Linked DNA regions of Oryctolagus cuniculus: region 2 is linked to region 1. Evidence: chromatin contacts called from public Micro-C data. All regions are on one chromosome and are shown on one strand. Each heading gives the region's core, a stretch centred on a gene start, on an enhancer-like site or on the middle of the called end of the contact. The rest is flanking DNA. Distances are from core to core; before and after follow the strand shown.

The links. A called contact is a pair of places that touch in the nucleus more often than the background predicts.
Region 2: a Micro-C map of ear pinna shows a contact between it and region 1, with 12 times the contacts expected there. The contact joins two enhancer-like sites. A contact is called at or near these places in 2 of 6 Hi-C or Micro-C datasets (ear pinna and an unstated tissue).

The regions. Positions count from the first base shown.
Region 1 is chr4:124,353,150-124,360,388 of mOryCun1.1, reverse strand. It overlaps SSR3 (signal sequence receptor subunit 3), which reads right to left. Exons shown (of 5, transcript XM_002716322.5): 4 at 7,033-7,164; 5 at 3,788-6,007. The coding sequence ends at 5,941. It also overlaps a transcript of KCNAB1 not described here. Among named protein-coding and RNA genes, the nearest start is that of SSR3, 16 kb to the right of the region's middle. Within about 2 kb of position 5,343, at least 1 of the 8 cell types and tissues checked has an H3K27ac peak or open chromatin away from gene starts, as enhancers often do.
Region 2 is chr4:124,764,758-124,771,626 of mOryCun1.1, reverse strand. All of the region lies in intron 1 of KCNAB1 (potassium voltage-gated channel subfamily A regulatory beta subunit 1), which reads left to right. Among named protein-coding and RNA genes, the nearest start is that of KCNAB1, 46 kb to the left of the region's middle. Within about 2 kb of position 3,021, at least 3 of the 8 cell types and tissues checked have an H3K27ac peak or open chromatin away from gene starts, as enhancers often do.

The DNA.
Region 1 (7,239 bases), core at 4,094-6,593:
TGTACAATTTACCCAGGGTGTCTATTAGGATTCTAATAATGTTATGTCCTCCATTTATGTGTAGAGATGGTAAAAGAATGAATGCCCCTAATTTTAGAAACATTATGGCTAATTTATGAAAGGGAAGGTGTTACACTGCTGTGGAAACTTAGCTTCAAATAAAATGTAATGTATCTGCAATTAAGTGTTCATTTTTTACATTTTATTAAAACCCGCTTTATACTTTCAATTGCTTGTAGGCACAACTTCTGTAAGTTTAAATATTTGAGCTTTAAAAGTAATACACATGCTCAGTTTTGTAGATAAACCTGTAAAATAACCAGAGACAAAATGTTCACTGTTTAACTAGTACTGAGATTTTTCAATGTTTGGTAGTACTGAGAAGTCAGTATCATGGAAGTAAATCTTAGGCTTTTCTCAGAGTATGCTGGGTGAATTACCTTGCCCAGTGAAAAGCAAAATGTTCAAGAACGTCCTAATTCTATAACCACAGTATATGCATTACACCATATGCATGAAAGCTCTCTGCATGGATAAAAAGGGCTCAGCCCGCTGCACTTGGCATCTGAGGTATGTCTAGCCCTGCCACTGCTGGCTACTCTTACATATCCCACTTGAGAAAATACAAGACTATACTGGGGCGGCGGGTTATCTGTGAAAGAGAAAACATGGTTTTCTTTTTCAGGAAGAAGGGAAAGGTAGGAGTGAGGGCAGTTCTTTAATGCTATTTGGACATCTGCCTATGTATGAAATCCTAATTCATCTGGTCAACAGGTTCCCCATACAGAAATCACTTTGAAATTTACAAGAAAAATTATCTTAAAATCCTATTTTCTGTCATCATTTCTAGAGGTGTATTTCATGGTTAAGTTTTAATCCTTAAAATGTTAGCTGGAGTTCTCACCAAACTTTCTTTTTGGTTACTACCATCTGTATGCTATTGGGGAGTTTATGGTTTTGCCTACAGGTAGCAGACTGATGGAAATGGACTTCTTCAGTTGTTCATTGTGTAGTCAACCCAGTGAACCACTCACTGTACATCTAAATGAGCTGAGGAACTGTCGAATGGGAAATGCAATTTACTTGCTTAGAGTAATAAAAGCATTTTGTGCAATCTCATAATAGCTTTTATCTGATCTTTCATTATAAGGCAGAGATATGTGTTTCTTATATATATTGCATATTTATATATTATATATTTTTTATATTTTGGATAGTCATAAGATGGGTAGTTGTCATCTAAATAAAATTTTTTTTATTTAGATGCAGGTAGCTAAGCAGCACTGAGTAACAGAAATTCAGGGGTCAAAAGTGTGGGGAGCAACTCGGACTAGACTAAGTTGCTGGAATTGGGACTTGTTCTATGCATCTGCTCTCCCACAATATGGCGCTGGGAGAGGAGGAAGCAGCTTCTACACAGCTGCCTCTTGCCAACTTGAGTGATGACCTCCAGGAGCTGATCCTGCTCCTGATTGGAGGAGAGCAGCGTACTCGGCGTGTGGGCAGCCGAGTTGGGATTGGCGGAAGAGGACTATAAAGGAGGAGAGAGACAACATGCACGAGGAACATCTAAGAGGAACATCTATCTGAAGGAACACCTGAGCAGCCCCCGAGAGAGCCAGCCGGCGGTGTGCCGCTCCCCCGCGGAAGTGGGGAAAAGTGGCAGGGGGAACCGCCCTTCCACGGAGGTGGAAGGGACAGTAGCCAACCCGGGAAGAACCAGCAGCAAACCCGGGGAGGGCCGAGCAGACGAAAGAACAGCGCAGGGTCCTGTGTCGTTCCTCCACGAAGAGGGGGAGCGACAAAAAGCAAACTTAAGGGGCCAGCATAGTGGCACAGCAGGTTAAACCGCTGCCTGCGATACCAGCATCCCATGTGAGCACTGGATCGAATCCTGGCTGCTTCACTTCAGGGGACACAGATGAGTTCCAAACTCCTGGCTTCAGCTTGGCCCAGCCCTGGCCATTGTGGCTACTTAGGGAGTGAACCAGTGGATGAAGATCTGTCTCTCCTTCTATCTCTCTCTGAATTTCAGAGAGTGAGCCAGAGAGAGATCAATTTTCCATCCACTGGTTCACTCCCCAGATGGCCATTAATAGCCAGAGGTAGGCCAAGCCAAAGCCAGGAGCCAGGAACTCCATCCAGGTCTCCTACTGCTGTTTTCCCAGGCCTGGATTGCAAGTGGAGCCACATGGACATGAACTGGCACCTATGTGGGATGCTGGTGTCTCACGCGGCAGTTTTACCTACTATAGAACATCGGCCCCAATTAAGTAAATTCTTAAAAAAAAAAAAAAAGACAAATTACAATCTTAACCTTCTTCTCCCTTATTAATGGAGAACAGGAACAGCTATTTTCTCATCGGATTTTGGAACACTGTACACTAAGGTTAAAGCTTCTCAAATCCACTTAGAAGAACTTGCAATTCAAGACCAAATACAAGGATTGTGGGAATAGCCATTTTTTCAATATACAAATCATCTGCCACAGTAAATATACTAGATAACTAGAAATCCTGTGCATGGCTTCCCACTTTAAGAACTGTCACTCCACCACAAACAGAATGCCAAAGGCTATGAGGAAGACGTCAGAGTTTCAAGAAACCCATGTCACCTACAAAGTCACAGCTCTGAGAGCAAGGAGGAAAGTAGGCCTGGACAGATGAAAAGAACTTGCCCAAACTCTCACAGCTAGTTACCATTAGATTTTTTTCTTTCTTTCTTGCACTTTAAGTCTCTCTTGACCACTGTTATTTCTGTTTAAAGCTTTGAAATTTTATGTGAAAGTAACTGTCAGAAGTTTAAGAATAGGTGTGGGGCAGGTGTTGTGGTGCAGCAAGTGAAGCTGCCACTTTCTATGGCCACGTCAGAATTCGAGGTTTGAGTCCCCGCACCTCTACTTCCAATCCAGCTTCCTGTCAATGCATCCTGGGAGACAGTAGATGACGGTTCAATGGTTGGGCCTCTGCCACCATGTGGGAGCCTAGGAGCTGATCCCAGCTGCTGACTTCAGCCTAGCCCAGCCTTACCTGTTGCAGGCATCTGGAGAGTGAACAGAAGATGAAAGCTCTCAGTCTCTCCCTCTGTGTGGCTCTTTCACATAGATGAAATAAACTTTTATATTTTAATTAAAAGGTATTAAATTTAAGAATCAGAGAAGAGGAAAAAGAGAAGAGATGCAATGAAAATTCACAAGGGCCAATGAGAAGTTAGTCTCTAACCATCTCCCTAAAAATCTAAACCCACCACTAAAAAGATCTTCTCAACCTTAAATCAATTCTCTGCTTGGGAGTCCAAGTAGGGAAGATAACCTCTTACAGACCAGATGTATCTGTCAACAAGTTTTCTCCACCCACACACTTACATGTGTATGTACCCTTCCTTAGCGATCTCCAGAAAACGGCAGGGACTGGCCCACTCCCTGGAAACAAGACAACCAGGGGGCAGGAAGGCACAGTGGCACGAACTGGCAGAGCCTGGACACTTGCTCTTTACTGTACTGCACTGTGTCTGTTATTCTTTGCAAACATCTGATCAACAATCACAAAAGTGGAGGGAAGTACAGTGATGGCCAATATGAAATAATAATAAAGATGTTGTGCTTATCCACAGGGTTCTCTTAAATTCTAGGAGAAATGAACATTTTTAAAAATCACAGTTTAAACAAATATATTAAGACCTTTCACAAGAATTTTGAGAATAAATTCAACCTCCATATTTCAGTTGTCTTCAAACCTTGGTTCAAATTATCCTTTTCAAGGTGCCATATACCAAACAAGACAATCAGTAAATTTCAATCCAAGATTTTTATTAAGTTCTTCATAAATGAGGAAACTAAAAGTAAGGAAATGAAACCTTTCTAGTATTTTAAGCTTCCACCTTGTGAGTTAAAAAATAAAAAAATTCCATCATTTTGAATTCCAATAGCAGCAGACTCTTTTACTTTACTGGTGCTGGGTCTGGAGCCCTTTTAGAGTAATTCTGCAGCACATTTCTATCTAAATCAGATTCTGCACATGACAAACCTGTGCCAGGCAGCTCTTTCAGATGAGGGGAGAGTTCTGGACGAAAGGTTTCTCAATGCCCAAGAGGTAAGTACCGGAGGAATAAATCTTTAACGAAAATCTATATGCTTTGGCACATTTATCTAAAAGTAGAAAGAAAACGCCAGAGAAGAATATCATGGGAAAATTTCAAGACAAAAAAATTTTGCTTCTTCTATTCAGTCACCTATACATTTTCTGAAGAGAAATTCCATTAACATCAGGTTGACACCCCTGTTTCACCACTCTCTCATTTACACTGCATACCAGGAATGGGTTTGTCTCCCTCTATACAGGCACTGCCATCTAGTGGCAAGCATTTCCCAGCAATTAAAACAGGTATCTGGGACCAAGTAGACTGACAAAGCAGCAAATGCATTTGGAACACAAACTCCTGGCCACCAAACTACTGACTGGTTTCTTAATCAACAGTAAAGAAAAGTTAAATCCCTCCAGCTCATCCAATGATGGCACTCAGAAAACAAGAACAGTAAAGAACTGTAGACCTCTAGACACAACGATGAAATATAATCCTCAATTGCAGACAATGACCTGGGTCACTAAGCAAATGTACTCCTGGTCCTGTCCTCCAGGTTCTAGGAAGCAGGCTACCAACATATCCAACAGTGCAAAACAGCGACTGAATTCCTGATGGATACCTTTTTATAAAGTCATAAATGAAACAGCTAATATCATTTATAACATTCATCTTACATCAAGAAGATTAGAAATAGATTTCCTTTGAGATACTGTCTGCAGGAAATTACTAGATACAGTCAAAAGCTAATAGCAATATGAAATCAACATCATAATATCAAAGAAGAACTTGCCCAACTTTTTAAAGTCTTGAAACACAGAAGAAATAGTTAACATCTGTAAAACAAAACAAAAACAAAACAGCATGAGACTGCTCTCAGCTGGATCCCAGGGGCTGAGATCATTTATTTCACTCACAATCCAGGGCACCCTGTGCACAGTCAGTGATGAAAGTCCTAATGGAAAAAGCTGACAAGCACTTTAACCACTGCAAATTCCTTGGGGAGTTCATAGAATTCCAGCCCTAAAATTTACTCTAGTCTTTTACATGTCAGTATTCAGCAAAGGAGGTTCTCTCTCAACATTCTTCCAGTGGCATGAGTGCCTGACCAGGGGAAACAATGAGCCCAATGTCTTAACACATCAAACCAACATGGCAGGTCAAACTGACCTCCCTGGCCACCCAGGGCCAAAGCCGTACAGCTGAGCAGTGTGCGCCTGAACCCCACAGGAGGACTCTCATATGCCTCAGCACTATTTTTAGGTTACTACCTTGGCTGCCTTTCTCCTTTAAAAGAAGGGAGGGGGAGGGGCTTTTCCACAAGTTTTTCTTCCTCAAGTTTAGAAAAACCATGTTTTTAATTTTGAGTTATTTCAATCTGAAATTCAGAGACTTGTAAACACAAAGCTTCTGTTCAATCCCCTGGGAAGAGGATTCATTCTGATATTTATGGTTTTTAAAAAGTTGTAATATTGTGCTTGGAACACAGAGAGCCAGTTATTAACTTCTTGCTACTATTATAAATAATAACAGCCTAGTCCAGGTTACTGTGACCTCTGACAGAACAAGGAAACAAGTTATTTTCCCCTCTTGTGATTATAGCACATTGTGAGACACTTCTTGCCTTTTAATAAAGGTCCTGGTACTCTGAGGATCCCTTTCAATTCATTTAATTTCAACAACTGTCAAAAAGAGCCAATAAACAAATACTGAATTACATTCTGGAGAGTTTTTAAAATAAACCCTCCAACTGCAGACTATGAAAACATCTTGTGTGTCTCCCACCCTGACCACCCTGCTACTTTCCCATATACCACAGGCCACCCATAGATACGAAGCCAGGGGCTAAGCTGACATGGTCTACTTGGAGCCAGTAGACAGGAGGGCGATGAGTCCTGATGAAGCACTTATGGACAAAATGTAGTTCCTGTAAGAATTTCACGTTAAGGCGAAATTACGAATGCGAGATTAATTTGTCAACAAAATAAAAAGACCATTTCTCGGAACACACAGTTTCCTCCCAACCCTCAGTACAAGCACTGCCATGCAAATCCATTGTCTGCAAACCCAGTTTACAAGACAAGAGACCATAAGGAATGAAAAACATCCACAGGAAATGGGTTCCAATTTTAAAAAGAAAACTCTTAAGACAGAAACCTAGAACACATCTGAATGCCATTTAACCTTTCCAACGAGAGCTGATCAAAGAACATGGAAAAAGAGAGACTTGTTTTCCTTTCCCCCACAACAGCAAAGGAAAAATATGTCTCCCCTGTCAATCAGTGCTTTGCTGCAACCGGCTTGTAAAAGCAAGGAGGTTCTCAAAGTTCACAGCTATTCCCAGCCTAAAAACTGGACCATTTTCAGCAAACTTTTTCAGTGTTCACAGAAGATACAAATTTGGGGTGTCTGATATTTTATTACATCATAATCTCCAACTGTTACAAGTTTGGCTGCACATTCTGGGTGCATTCCTTTAAGGGTGTTACTTTAATAAGAGACAACTGAGTCTTGCCCAAAAGCTCAATTGAAAAGACACACTGTTAAGTACTATGAATTGTGCCTATTTAACTACACTGGCCACCCACCCAACCCCAAAGTCCAAAAATAACAGCAGGCACACAGCTTATGCCAGCAGTTATCAAAGAAGTCCAGTTTGCTTTAGTTCTTAGAACTTGTTTTCAATAAGCAGGTATACACAATCACGCAGTATAGGATGGTTTTGTAATGTTTGTTAAATATCATAAAGTCATAATCTATGAACTTAAAAGAATTTTAAATCAAACCAAAAGTTCTTTAAAATGCCTAGGAACTTGCCTAAAGTCAGTGCTATTCATTTAACTGACTCCCAGGAGAGCATTTCTTTCCACTAAAAGACCCAGACAAGTAGAAACCACAGGGAACTACTGCTTTCAGACTTCTAAAAACCATGATCAGCTTCATAAAGGATACACTGTGGGGTTGAAGTTCTTCAAAATAAAGAAGGAAGCAACAATGACCAAGACGAGGAATAGAGTGTTATTATAGAAGATGGAAAATGTTGTAGCTTCATAGTCAGCAACTTCATTCTTCTTCCATAAGATTCTGGGGACACAGAAGAAACAAGTTAAACAAGTTTATGATTTAAAACCTTTAAACACCATACAGCTCTAGTTTATC
Region 2 (6,869 bases), core at 1,772-4,271, 410 kb before region 1:
AGGAAACAGGCCATGGGGCGGGCATTTGGCACGGGGGGAAGGTGCCACTTGGGACAGCTGTGTCCCATATCAGGGTGCCTGAGTTCAAGTCCTGGCCCCACTGCCTGATTTTAGCTTCTTGCTAATGCTCACCGTGGGAGGCAGCTCACACCGTTGGGTCCCTACCACCCACATGGGAGATCCAGATTGAGTTCTGCGCTCTTGACTTCGGTCTGAGCCAGCTCTGGTTGCTGTGGGCATTTGGGGAGCAAATAGCAGATGGGAGCTTTCTGTCGGTCTGTCTGTCTTTCTCACGGACCTAAGCCAAGAGATGGGGAGGACCCTGGGTGTCTGGGCACAGCCTAGTGCTACACATTGACTATGCCCAGGGAGCGGAAGGAAGGTGCTAGAGGGGAGGGAGGGCTAGACAGACACCTCACTCACCTAGCAGGTTGCCTAACAGTTTCTCTCAAGATGTCCAGGCAAGGGATTGAAAGGCATCAGTAAACTGAGAGAGAGTTTTCAATGATCTTTACTTAAACAAAGATTCAAAAGAGAACACCTTTCACCGGTTCCATCATGGTGAGAATATGATGTTGCAGCACGACTTCCCTTCTCCCGAGTCCAGTCCTTGCTTCCCTGTCCTTGGAAGGAGACACCAGCCTTTCCTGCCGCGAGGCATCTGCTGGACACCCCGGAGACAGAGTTTCTCTTGCCCTTCCTGCTTTCATGGTTTACAGGGTTAACACAGCATGGACGTTGAACACGATAATTGCTCCCAAATTGAACTCACGATCCTCTTCCCAGCCTCCCTCTCCCCCACAAAACATCCTTGCCCCCACACATTCCTACGGCCCGTTCTTTTTAGGCAGTGCATGGTGCACTCAGAGCCGCTTGCAAACTAGCTATGACCATGACTGTGAAAATCAATAGCCTAGAAAAAAAAATGCTACCCATGCAGGGGGTTGCATTTAAGAAATGCCTACATGATTTATTTCAGACTGGCCTAATTTGGGTCAGTCACAGGGCCTGTGCTAATTTGCTCAAAGGCCTCTGGCTGTGTTTCTCCTTGCAGGAACACTTTTGGAGGTGCAGAACCTATGTGATTACTTGAAACCTGAGCTGGCTGCCGTGAGGGGCCTACAAGGCACAGGGAAAAGGGGCCTCTTGAGAATTTGCAGAATATGCTTGTTTCCCATGGAGTGGGGCAGAAATTCTAAATAAGTACATTCCAAAAGTGTCGGTTTAGATAGAACAGACTTCGGAATTTAAGCAGGAGTGAGTGGTGGCGCTGCTTGGACTTGAAATCACATTGGGGAGATAGAAATTCGATCTGTTTTGAAATCTCCGCTTGTGGTTTTCCAGGGTGGAAGTTGTATTGTTGTAGTGTAACAAAAACATTGGAAATTCAGGGCTTGAGGACAACACTACGTGACGCAAACCCATTTCCTCCTATAAAAGTTGTGGTCATAAGTTACATCTGAAAAAAAAAAAAAAAAAAAGAAGAAGAAGCATTTTGAAAGCTGATTTTCCTGACCAAAGGGCAGCCATGGGCTAAATGAGGTTTCGCCAAAGAGCTTTCTGAATTCACCTGCAGTTTCCAAGAATGCCACTAGGATGCACTATTCCATAAAGAAAAGAAACTCGGCTTGAAGGGCAGCTAGCAGGAGATCAGCACAAACGTAGATCAGAACTTAACTTTGAATCTGTGTATTTTCCTTCACTGGGACAATGGGAAATTTCATATAGTCAGAAAAAGAGAAAACATTATGCCTGGGGTTCTGAGAAGTCCTCATCCTATATCAGCCTTACGGTATTATAACCTAACCCAGGTAGATAGAGTTTTTTAAAGATTTACCTGGTTTTTTTTTTTTGGAAAGTCAAACAAAGGGGGAGACTGAGACTTTTCCATGCACTGGTTCATTCCCCAAATGGCTACAACCACCAAGGTTGGACCAGGCTGAAGCTAGGAGCCAGGAACTCCATCTGAATCTCCCACATTGGTGGCAAAGACCCAAGTACTGGGGTCATCATCTTCTGCCTTCTCAGGATGCCAATCCATATAGGTAGATATTTTGTAGATTACATTAGCTATGTCCAAGAGTTCCCCAGCACAGAGGATTCTAAGCCATAGTACACACGTCTGAGCATGACTGGTGGAGAAAGGATAGGTAGGTTTCTCACCCTCACCCTTCCTTCAGAGAATGTTCTGGAATGTGTGAAAAGGTTAGCTCACAGACCACCAATGTTCTCAAAACCAGGACCCTGCTGTCTGGCTCATGACCAGATTGGGAGGGATCCTTCCTCCTTTCTACCCACTGTTCATTTTCTGTTATCATGGGCTACCTCTCCAAGATGAATGCCTTTGCCTCCCCCAACAAGTGATTCCCCTGCCTGCCCTTAGCTAGGTATCAACTGAATCTCCCTAATATTTCACTGTGTCTGAAAAATACACATATCCACAGAAATGAATCTCGAATGGTGGGAGTCCAGGAGTAGAGGAGCTATTTTCAGAATTGCTATCTAGTTGTTAAGTCCAGCTCTTTTAAAACACTTTTTATTTAAAAAGTAATTTCAGACTTACAAGGTTCCAAGTATAATGTATATAAAGAACATCTGTATGCTCTTTATCCTTTAACATATTGTGAACATTTTGCCCATTTATTTTAACCTTTGCTCATGCTCTCACATGCTGGGTTCCTACAGCTCCCGTCCCCATTTGTTTTCCCAAGGCTTTTGAGAGTCATTTGCAAACCTCCCAAGCACAAGGATAGTCTCTCACATATCCTCTGTAAATTTTCATAATTTACATTAACTGGATACTTTAACCTACCATCCACATTCCTGTCAACCAACACAGTAATTCATGGCTTTTGTTGTATTTTTTCAAAGCCCAAGATCCAGAATTGAATCACATATGGAATTTTGTTGTCATTTCTTTTAGGTCTTGTTCAATCTGGATCAGTTCAGGCAGGACTAATTTTAGCGAGGGTGGCTGGGGAAGAGCTGTGACTAGCTGCACGTCCGCCTCTGGTTGGGAGGTGGCGCTGTGGGCTGTGCAATCACTGGGTGTATTCCAGGATCTCCTGGTCCAAGCTCCAGCTCCGGGGTTAAAGACTGTGTTCCAGGGCTACCCAACAAGGTCTACACATGTTTTCATCTGGAATGTTAGGTCCCAAGCTGAGGAGGCTCTCAAGGGTATGCCGCCCTTGTTGAGCCACGTAAACTCTGTCATCAGCGTTCGTCTGCTCAGCATGTCCACTAGGGTGTGGGTGTTGGTGGTGGCTGTGTCAAAAGTCTCCAGGAATGCACGGGGTAGTAGAATAAGGGTCTCTGAGTACTGGGAGGGGTGGCAGGGTGGGGGCAGGGAGCACAGAAGCAGTTAACACAGGACTGTCCCACCCCTATGTCAGGTTACCATGAAAGAGCTGGGCAGGAAACCACTCCAAGAGGCTGGAGCTGCCAGCTTATTCCAGGCTGGTCTTTGGACAGATGAGAGTATGCGTTCTGGCCTTGGTCCTGGTGAGCCCACTGTGGGAGGGGTTGAAACCACCAGGGAGATGCTCAGTGGGTTGTCTGTAGTCATTTTTCCCTACATGATATTCCTCCTAATTTGTTAAGGCAGAATGAGACAGAGGCTTTGTCGCCTTGGGTGTGGAATGTGCCGCTCATTAGGCATGGATGCGCTTGCTTTAGCATTTGAAGGGTGTGTAAGTAAGGGGTCAGTGATTCAGCCTGCTTGTGGAATTTCACAGCTCTTGGCATGCAGTGACAACACCTGCAGGCTGAGGCCTCTTGTTTCCTGAACCAACCACTGGCTAAGACTAGCACCTCTCTCTGCAATTTCCCAAAAGGTTCCCATTGTAACTTCTTTGTGAGATTGTTCAATTAGCTCCTCCTTCCACTCTTCCTTGTTTATTTCTATGTTATCTGTCTTTCCTGCTGGAGTATGAATTTCATAAGAGCAGGGATTTTATGTGCATGGTTAATTGTTGCATTCCTGCAATCTGACATCTAGTGTAGAACTTAGTAAATATTTACTGAATCAATGAATTATTAAGCAGGAGTATAACAAAGAAGCCTTCATTGTTTGCTGGAAGACAATCTGCTGGATGATCAGACACAGAGAATTGCTCCACCAGCCCGTAATCTCCCTGCCTCTTACTTCCTGATTTTCTCTCTACTAAAAACAGACCGGTACTTGATGGCATTATTGTTATAGGACATCAGTCCTTAAATCTTGGAATTCAAGAAACTTTGATGATGCTATATTCTACTTATAGGAATGTCATAGCCCACTTTATTTCTGTTTCTTCTTAGATATCCAGCTTGTTTCACTCTTTAGTCACTCAGCTGCTAAGTGTATGATATGTTATTTCATGTATCAACTTGCCTGAGCCATGGGCTGCCTAGACATTTGGTCAAAACATTATTCTGGGTATGTCTGCCAGGGTGTTTGGGGTAATAGTAACATTTCAATCAATGGAGTGAGTCAAGTGGATTACCATCCCCAGGGTAAGCCTGCATCATTCAGTTATGCATTCAAGGCCAGAATAGAAAAAAAAAAGGCTGACTAGACCATGACTAGAAGGGAACTCCTCCTACCTAACTGAGCTGGGATATCCCTTTTTTCCTGATTGCAGACTTGAACTTGACACTGCCAGCCTTGCCAATTCTCAGGTCTTTAGATTTGTACTGAAACAGACCATCCACTCTTCCCGGCCTCCCACTCACCAACCGCACCTCTTAGGTCTTCTTAGCCTCTAAAGTCATTAGCCAATTCCTCTTTTTTTAAGATTTATTTTATTTATTTGAAATACAGAGTTACAGAGAGAGGCAGAGATAGAGAGGTCTTCCATCTGCTGGTTCACTCCCCAGATGGCTGCAACGGCTGGAGCTGTGCTGATCCAAAGCCAGGAGCCAGGAGCTTCTTCTGGGTCTCCCACGTGGGTGCAGGGGCCAAAGAACTTGGGCCATCTTCTACTGCTTTCCCAGGCCATAGCAAAGAGCTGGATCAGAAGAGGAGCAGCCGCGACTCGAACCAGCACCCATATGGGATGCCAGCACTTCAGGTCAGAGCTTTAACCTACTGCACCTCAGTGCCAGCCCCATGAGCCAATTCCTTGTAATAATTCCCTCTCCCACTCTCCATTCCCCCCTCTTCCTCTCTGTGGTCCTGTTTCTCTGGAGAATGCTAATACAGATTTCTCACTACACTTTCCTCCAGAAAGTTCCCTGTGGTACCACTGTCCAGCCCCAGCCTTATTGGGTTCTTGAGTTACTTTGACGAGAAGAGGATACTCATGGGTTTCCCTCAGGCTGCGTTCCTTATTTCTGCTCAGTGTGGTGTTTCCCGAAGGATATTCTAGAAGGTGGCAGATTAGTGTCTAATACGCTCAAGTCACAGAGCTGTGGACTTATCCTTTTTCAACATTCTCATCACCAGCTCTTCATCCCCTTCCTACTGTTTGTCCATCAATCCTTTTGACTCACCATCCTTAAGTTCACTCTGCTTATAATTCTCTACTTCCATATCACTACAAGAGGGGTCATCATCTGATTGTGACAACCAGGTATCATGTCCCAAAAGGTGGAGGAGAAGTCCGGAGGGTCAGCTCTTCTGTTAGGATTTCAGGTTGACCTGTCTCCTAGACAAACACATTAGAGGATATTTTCCCTATTCAGCGGTTATGGATGACTGTTAATTCTTTATTATTATTTTTTTGACAGGCAGAGTTAGACAGCGAGAGAGACAGAGAGAAAGGTCTTCCTTCCATTGTTTCACCCCCCCAAATAGCCGCTACAGTCAGTGTGCTGCACCGATCCGAAGCCAGGAGCCAGGTGCTTCTTCCTGGTCTCCCATGCAGGTGCAGGGCCCAAACACTTGGGCCATCCTCCACTGCCTTCCTGGGCCATAGCAGAGAGCTGGACTGGAAGAGGAGCAACCGGGACAGAATCCGGTGCCCCAACCGGGACTAGAACCCAGGGTGCTGGTGCCGCAGGCGGAGGATTAGCCTAGTGAGCCATGGCACCAGCCTGTTCATTCTTTAAAAAAAAAAAAAAAAGATTAATTTATTTGAAAGACAGAGTTACAGAGAGAGGTAGAGACAGACAGAGAGGTCTTCCATCCGCTGGTTCACTCCCCAAATGGCTGCAATGGCCGGAGCTGCACTGATCTGAAGCCAGGAGCCAGGAGCTTCTTCCAGGTCTCCCACATAGGTGCAGGGACCCAAAGACCTGGGCCATCCTCCACTGCTTTCCCAGGCCACAGTAGAGAGATGGATCAGAAGAGGAGCAGCCGGGACTAGAACAGGCACCCTTGTGGGATGCCAGCACTTCAGGCCAGGGCTTTAACTCACTGCGCCACAGTGCTGGCTCGGATGATTGTGCATTCTAAGGATACTATCTTGTTTTTGGTACAGATCAGATTTTTCCATCAACTATCTGGCCTACAATGAAGGAACTTCTAGCTGGTGATCAGCAGTTACAGATGGACCTTGGAGCTATAATCAAGTGTATGGGTTTTCCCAAAGAACAGCCCCACTCTCCCACCTGTAAAGACTCTGACCCATTCAACTCAATAGAAGTCAGCGTTGCTCCTGAGATTGGGCAATGGTAATAGAAGAATCGGATCTTTCCACTTTAGTTGCCAGCGGGAACCTGAGTGAGACTCAGTCATGTGGACAGAGTCCATCTATTTTCTTTCTGCACCTCCCTCACCAGCAGTTTCTCTCCAAGGGGCTTCCATTTCTGACCTCATGTTCACTATGTCTTGGTTTCTAGATTACAGTACGTGTTTTATAATATGCCTACTATGTATGTCTCATGACTATTCCAATCAAATTGTGTAGTGATCCGAAACACATTCTCCTAGGAGATGTCAGATTCAC